2 separate regions of the Sus scrofa genome follow, and region 2 is linked to region 1. Evidence: chromatin contacts called from public Hi-C data. All regions are on one chromosome and are shown on one strand. The core of a region is the stretch at or near the end of the contact, and the rest is flanking DNA. Distances in the headings are between cores, read along the strand shown.

The links. Hi-C and Micro-C count contacts between places; a contact is called where the count stands out from the background.
Region 2: a contact with region 1 is called in a Hi-C map of embryonic fibroblasts, with 2.5 times the contacts expected there. The contact joins the promoter of TTC39B here to the promoter of SNAPC3 in region 1. A contact is called at or near these places in 2 of 5 promoter capture datasets (fetal liver and liver), 12 of 47 Hi-C or Micro-C datasets (alveolar macrophages, embryonic fibroblasts, fetal heart ventricle and 7 more) and 2 of 2 datasets of contacts at active chromatin or transcription factors (alveolar macrophages and skeletal muscle).

What each region holds. Positions count from the first base shown.
Region 1 is chr1:207,250,628-207,253,726 of Sscrofa11.1, forward strand. It overlaps SNAPC3 (snRNA-activating protein complex subunit 3), which reads right to left and starts at 1,793. Exons shown (of 9, transcript XM_001927743.5): 1 at 1,441-1,793; 2 at 658-735. The coding sequence starts at 1,757.
Region 2 is chr1:207,345,974-207,348,945 of Sscrofa11.1, forward strand. It overlaps TTC39B (tetratricopeptide repeat protein 39B), which reads left to right and starts at 1,372. Exons shown (of 21, transcript XM_021063500.1): 1 at 1,372-1,423; 2 at 1,426-1,616. The coding sequence starts at 1,387.

The DNA of each region.
Region 1 (3,099 bases), core at 543-3,042:
GACCAGAATTCATCTGTTGGTCTGTTATCCTACTGGTACAATGAGAGTAAGCATTTAGAAATGTTCATAGCAATGACAGTGATTTTTCTGTTGAATTTAATAAAAAATTTGGAGTTTTATTGTCTTTTAATTCCATTTTTCTGGTAATTCATCTTTATCCTATTTTACAGATATAGATCTGTCAAAAATTAAAAAAAAAACTAGTACTTTATCATACTACCAGAGTATGATAGTTTGAGAAGCACCGTCAGAAAAATTAGCTTGCACTGAGAAACCTATTTAAATAGATTAATTGTACGTTTGTAAACATTAAAAAAAAAAAATTTAAATATGGACTGAATATTACAGTTAATGCATTTACTGTTAATTTTCTTAAGAATAATAATACCACTCTGATTAAGTAGGAGAATGATACTTTTAGGAGCTATATGATCATGTATTTCGGGGTAAATTATCATAATGTCTGCAACTTACTGAGTCGTTCTGCAATAGAAGACACACAGCGAATATCTCAAACACAAAGAGCTAAAGCCAAGATGGCTAAATGTCAACAATGCCTGAATTTAGTGGATAGAATGATAACAATACCATACTGTCGACTTCTGAATAATACAATGTTGAAAGAAATATTTAAACAAATGACAAAGTCCTCCATACCCCAAAGTCACTAGGTCGGTATTCTCTGGGATGACTTCTGGATCCTCCCCTTCCTCAAGGCACTTCAGTTTATCAAGGCTAAAACAAAACAAACAAAAAAAAAGCAATCACGAATCCTTCCGTAGCGCGTTGAAGAGTGTGTCCTAAATACGTTAATGAACAATTAAGAAATCAGATAAAATCCAGCAGGCGCCTCAGAGGAGGCCAGAATTAAAGGCGAATTCTGTGCGATATTCATTAAGTAAAAGGATACATGGCGTTTGAGGAGGCCAATACTGTTAAATAGACAAAGAGATGTTACTTTCATATTTTCACCCAAAATAAGGCACTCTGGGGAAAATCTCATTAACAGCATACCCGGGAGGTCGCCAAAAGAGACCACAGTTAATCAAGATTCCATTCTGGTTTAACATCCTTCCAGCTTCTTCGTTCCTAAGGTCCTTCCAACATCAAAGTGCCTCTCAATGGCAGATACCCGTCGCTGTTACTATAATTGTTTTACTACATTAACAATCACTTAAAAAACTAGTGAGTAGAAAAATGAATCTCTTATGCAGCTCTCTCCCTTCACTCCAACTAGCAGAAATTGTGCATTCCGATCACGGGACTTCTCCCGTCACTCAGGGAAGGCTTTCACCAGGCTGAAAGCTTTGAAAGGGCAGCCTGTCTACCCCGGGGGAGTAAACCACAGGCCCGCCCTAGGATGAGTCCCAGCGGAGCGCAGGAGCAAGGCTGCACCTGGGTAGACCCCAAGTCCCAAGAGCCCCTCGGCCCCGCACTCACCCGCACACCGCCCTTAGCTCTGCTGCCGCTTCCAGGCTGCAGCCCAGATCCCGGGCCACGGCAGCATCCTCCCGGCCGGAGTCGGCGACCGTGTCGCCCTCGGGCACCGCGGGTGCCGGAGGCTCCTTCAGCGACAAGTCCCCTTTTCCGCGCAGTCGGCAGCGCCACAGCTCCCCAAAAGCGCCCACGTGGAAAGCGCGTGTGTTTAGCTCAGGAAGCTCGTACTCTGGAAAGCCGCAGCCACCACTGCTGGGGGCCGGGTCTTGTCTGTCCTCCATCCTGCCGCACGCTGGACCGCCCCGACTGCCTTCAGCCATATTCGTCCCACTCCCTTCCCTGAGAAAGCCGGCGGATCAAGGCCTCGCGGAGCATGCTGGGACTTGCAGTTGCGCGGGGCCCGGGCCAGCAGGCAACGAGGCTGCACGTGCCCAACTTCAGGTACTACATTTCCCGGCAGGGCCTGAGTCGTACCCGCCCCGGGGCGCGGCACCGCGAGTCTCCGCGTGCGGGGTTGAGTGCATTGTTCTCCGCTGGCGGCGTTTCGAAGAGTGGCTTGGTTTTCTGTTCACTGCAGCTTGTGTGACTGGTTTTTCGGCTCTCCGGGTTACGCAGCGTCGCTCTCTGCGGGGCCGAGCGGCTTTGACAAGCCCATGGCCCCACTCAGTGCTTTCCTCTCGGCCCGGGGGTGTGGGACTTTTCGTTGATTTAAGGGTTGCGTGGCTGCCTCACTGTCCCAGAGCCTGAGAGCCTTGGGGGTCGAGGGCTGAGACGGGGTGGGGGGGGCACTACCGGACCTCCAGATCCGGTTCCTTGAGAACCTCCCCAACGCCCCCCACCCCCAGTAATATATGTATCACTGCTGAACAGGCGCAACATGCTGTTGATTTTTTGAGCACTTAATATGTGTCAGACACTGTACATTATTATCCCTAGTGTATATTTTAAAAAATCACAACAACCTTGCCAGGCAGGGATTACCATCCCCATTGAGCTACTGAGGAAGGAGTTAACCTCCAGGAGACAGAAGCAAGGTCAGAACTCAATCCGTCTAGCTTCAGATGGCACTTTCTCCATGTGTCCGAAGCCCCAGAGGAGGCAACGTAGCAGAACATATGGGAGGAGCCTTGATTACTTACTTATTGCTCTATAATTCACATACCATACACCTGACCCGCTGTAAATGTTCTTTCAATGGCTTTTAGTAGATTTACAGTTAGGCAAACAGCACCACAGTCAATTTAAGAACATCTTCATCACTTCAAAAAGAAACCCCATTTATTTTACCTATCATCCCAACTCCTCCAGCCTTAGGCATTTAATATGAATGGCATCATATATGTGATCTTTTAGTGACTAGCTTCTTTCATTTAGCATGTTTTCAGGATTTATCCGTATTGTAGTATGTACTGGAACCTCACTTTTTTATGGCTAAATATACACAGTGTATGGATATATGACGTTTTATTTATCCATTTATCAAAAAAAGGTCTACCTTTTGGCCATTATGATACTACTGCTAAACATTCATGTACAAATTTTTGTGCAGTTTCATTTCCCTTGAAGATATATGTGTATCTAATGATATATATGTAGGATTGCTAGGTCATGTGGTAACTCTGTCGTTAAAGCATTTGAAGAACTGCCAGACCTTTTCACAGT
Region 2 (2,972 bases), core at 122-2,621, 95 kb after region 1:
GGAAGGTGATAGCTGGAAGCAGTGCAGAGCCACACCCTCGAGTCAGAGTGCTTGAAGTTCAGATTCTGGCATTCTTACTTCCTTAATTGCTGTCTGACTTCAAACAAGTTACTTAAGCTCTCTGAGCCTGAGTTTACTCATCTGTAAATTAACAGTACCTACTTCATGGGATTATGAAGGATAAATGAGGTAATTTATGCAAAGGGCTCAGCAAAGTTCAGGCACATAATAAGTATTCAATAAATGTTGGCAGTTTTATAATTATCACAGGATGACCATTAAATAGTACTTTATGAGCCCAACACAAAAGACTATAGGCTCTATGTTTAAATTTATATGAAATCCTAGAAAAGGCAAAATGATAGTGATAGCAGATCAATGGTTGCCAGAGGCTGGGGAGCGGGGGAAGGAAACTGACAGCAAGGAAGCACAGGGAATTTTTGGGGTGTGTTCCAAATTATGATTGGGATGGTGTTTTGTAGACATTTGTTATCAAGTTACAAACTTAAACCTGGTGAATTTTATCATATGTAAAATAAAGCTGACCAAAAAAAAATCTTTAAAAATATAGCTTCTAATTTTCCAATTGGATTGTTCATTTACCTTACATATTAGACGCAAGGATTTCTAAATGAAGCCAGTAAATATTTGTTGAGCACCTACTACATGCAGGGCACTGTTCTAAGTACTGGGGATACCGGCTTGAAGAAGAGGAACAGCACCCTTACCTTCATAGAGCTTATAGTTCAAGTCCACTTATGTACACATGTTTGGGGTTACAAAAGGGGTCAGCGAGATATTGAGAGGAGTGGTAGAGGAGTTCTCAGTTGCATAAATATCTGTCCCATGGATTTTCTTTTATTTTTCAAACATACACAAAAACAAAGCATCCTTGTTATGAAGACGATGTTCTTCACCTGGTGTCTGGGAAGGTGGTATGACGGAGACCTCTGGGAGACTGGTGACTTTGACTCAAGCCTGCTCTCTGGCCTCACCATCTTCGGATACATAGTGCGCACCTGGCGAGGGCAGGCGACTGGCATTGGTCCAAAGACCAGTTGGACGCTTCCACGAGCAGCAGGGGTATTGTGGCTTTGACTTTGGTCTTGTTAACCCGGCGCTCACTTAGCTCTAGGTGAGAGCTAGCCCCTTGGAAGGAACTTTCTCAGAGGGTGGACCAGACCCGCAAAGTCCGCGAGTGACCCCGCCCACGAGGTGACTCCGCCCGCGGAATGACCCCGCCCACGTGGATTCGCTGTGGATGCCGGCTGGAGGCGGAGACGCGTTGAGGGAATATGGTTGGTTACTCTAGACAGTGGGGGCGGGGCGAGGCCTGCAGGGGGCGGAGTTTGTGGAGGGGCAGGCGGCCTGGCCCCCGCTTGGGAAATGGATGCTCTGTCAGTCTGCCGGCGCCCAGGGCAGGGAAGGCTTGCTGGCCCCGCCCGCGACCCGGCGGGAGAACGGGGCCGCCCCTTTCCTCCCTTGCTGACGCTGGGCTGAGACCGGAGCCGAGAAACCGAGTTGGCTCTGAGCTCCCTGTTTGGCTTTTGGGCGGTGGCAGCCTGAGGAGGAACATGGCGCTCGTAGGCAACGGAACAGAGTTGGAAGCGGACGAGGTACTGGCCGGTTGGAAGTGCGTGTACTGCTCCTGGACCTCGGGAGGGATGAGCGAACCCGGCAGGGTTGAGCGAGCCCGGCAGGGACAGCCAAGGTCCCGCCCCCTTGGTTCCCAGTTTGGGACCTACATCCTCCCGCTCCGCAGAGAGTAGGCGCTGTTGAGGTTGGGGGCGCTGGCATCGTGGGGTCGTGGGGATCGAGGACACCACGTCCTGTCGGTGGGTGGATGGGTGCGAGCGCATGGGAGCGCGGGACCCGCAGGACAGAGCAGTTCCGAGCCTCACTAGGAACGCCTGGGCTTTTGAGGTCTGACCCTAAAGTCCCGACATGGCCCTTTGGAGTTTGTGGAATCCTCTCTTGACTTCGGAATCTCACCTTCTATGGAAGTTTCCCGGTATCAGAGCCGAAAGTCTTGCAGACCATGAGAGGAAGGGGAAAGCCGGAGGAAGGCGCCCCGGGGGCGTCTGCACCAGCGAGCAGGGCAGGGCTGCCAGGGGCCGGAGGGCTAGAGCCGCGGAGCAGCAGCCCAGGAATTGGTGCTTTCCCCTCCGTGCAGGGCCCGGGCCTTTTTTCAGCCGGTCCCCAGTGTCGGTGGTAGACGGAGAGAAGGCGCTGGGGAACTGACTTTGGCCTCCAGTGGTCTCAACTGCCTTTAAATAATTAGTCACTTCCTCCTGTGACTGGTGCGTCTGGGTCTGAGCACCCTCCGGCGGACGGGCAGGACCTGTTGATTTATTGACTGTTCCTTTGAGCAGTTGGCAGCTCTGGAGATTCGCTTTAGCGCTTGAGGTTGAGGCCAGCCGCGGCGGCAGCAGCAGCAGGAGCAGTACCCACAGCTGCGCCTGCTGCCATTTTACCTGACTTGTCGCTGCCTGAAGAGGCTTAGCTTCAAATGATGCAGTAGCGCAAGATCTGGAGTTGGCGGGTTAAGATTCTCTTCAATGTCGGGAAGCTCCTGGCAACGAATACTGTTTTAAATGTAGCCCTTAAACTCACAAAATAAAAGCCAAACTGCAGCTCCTTTATACTGGTCGACGGAACCTTAAACCTGACTGTCCAGAAGCTTCCTTACAGCCTGTGCCTTACAAGGAGGGTCCCAGGACCACAGATCAATAAACTAGAGCTTGTATAGTTGCATATATTTATTGTTGAAGCTTTAAAACTACACATAAAGGCAAATGATGAAATAGCTTATTTATTGCTGTTTTCATCTGTGATAACCTTTATTTGTAGCTTTAGGCTGTCTTTTTGGTATGACCTGGAGTCAGCTTTTTTCATTTTTCTTGTCTTAGATCTTTTCTGTAATCGAAGTCATAACACTTTCATGGTGCTTGACTGTACGCTCACTCTCTTCC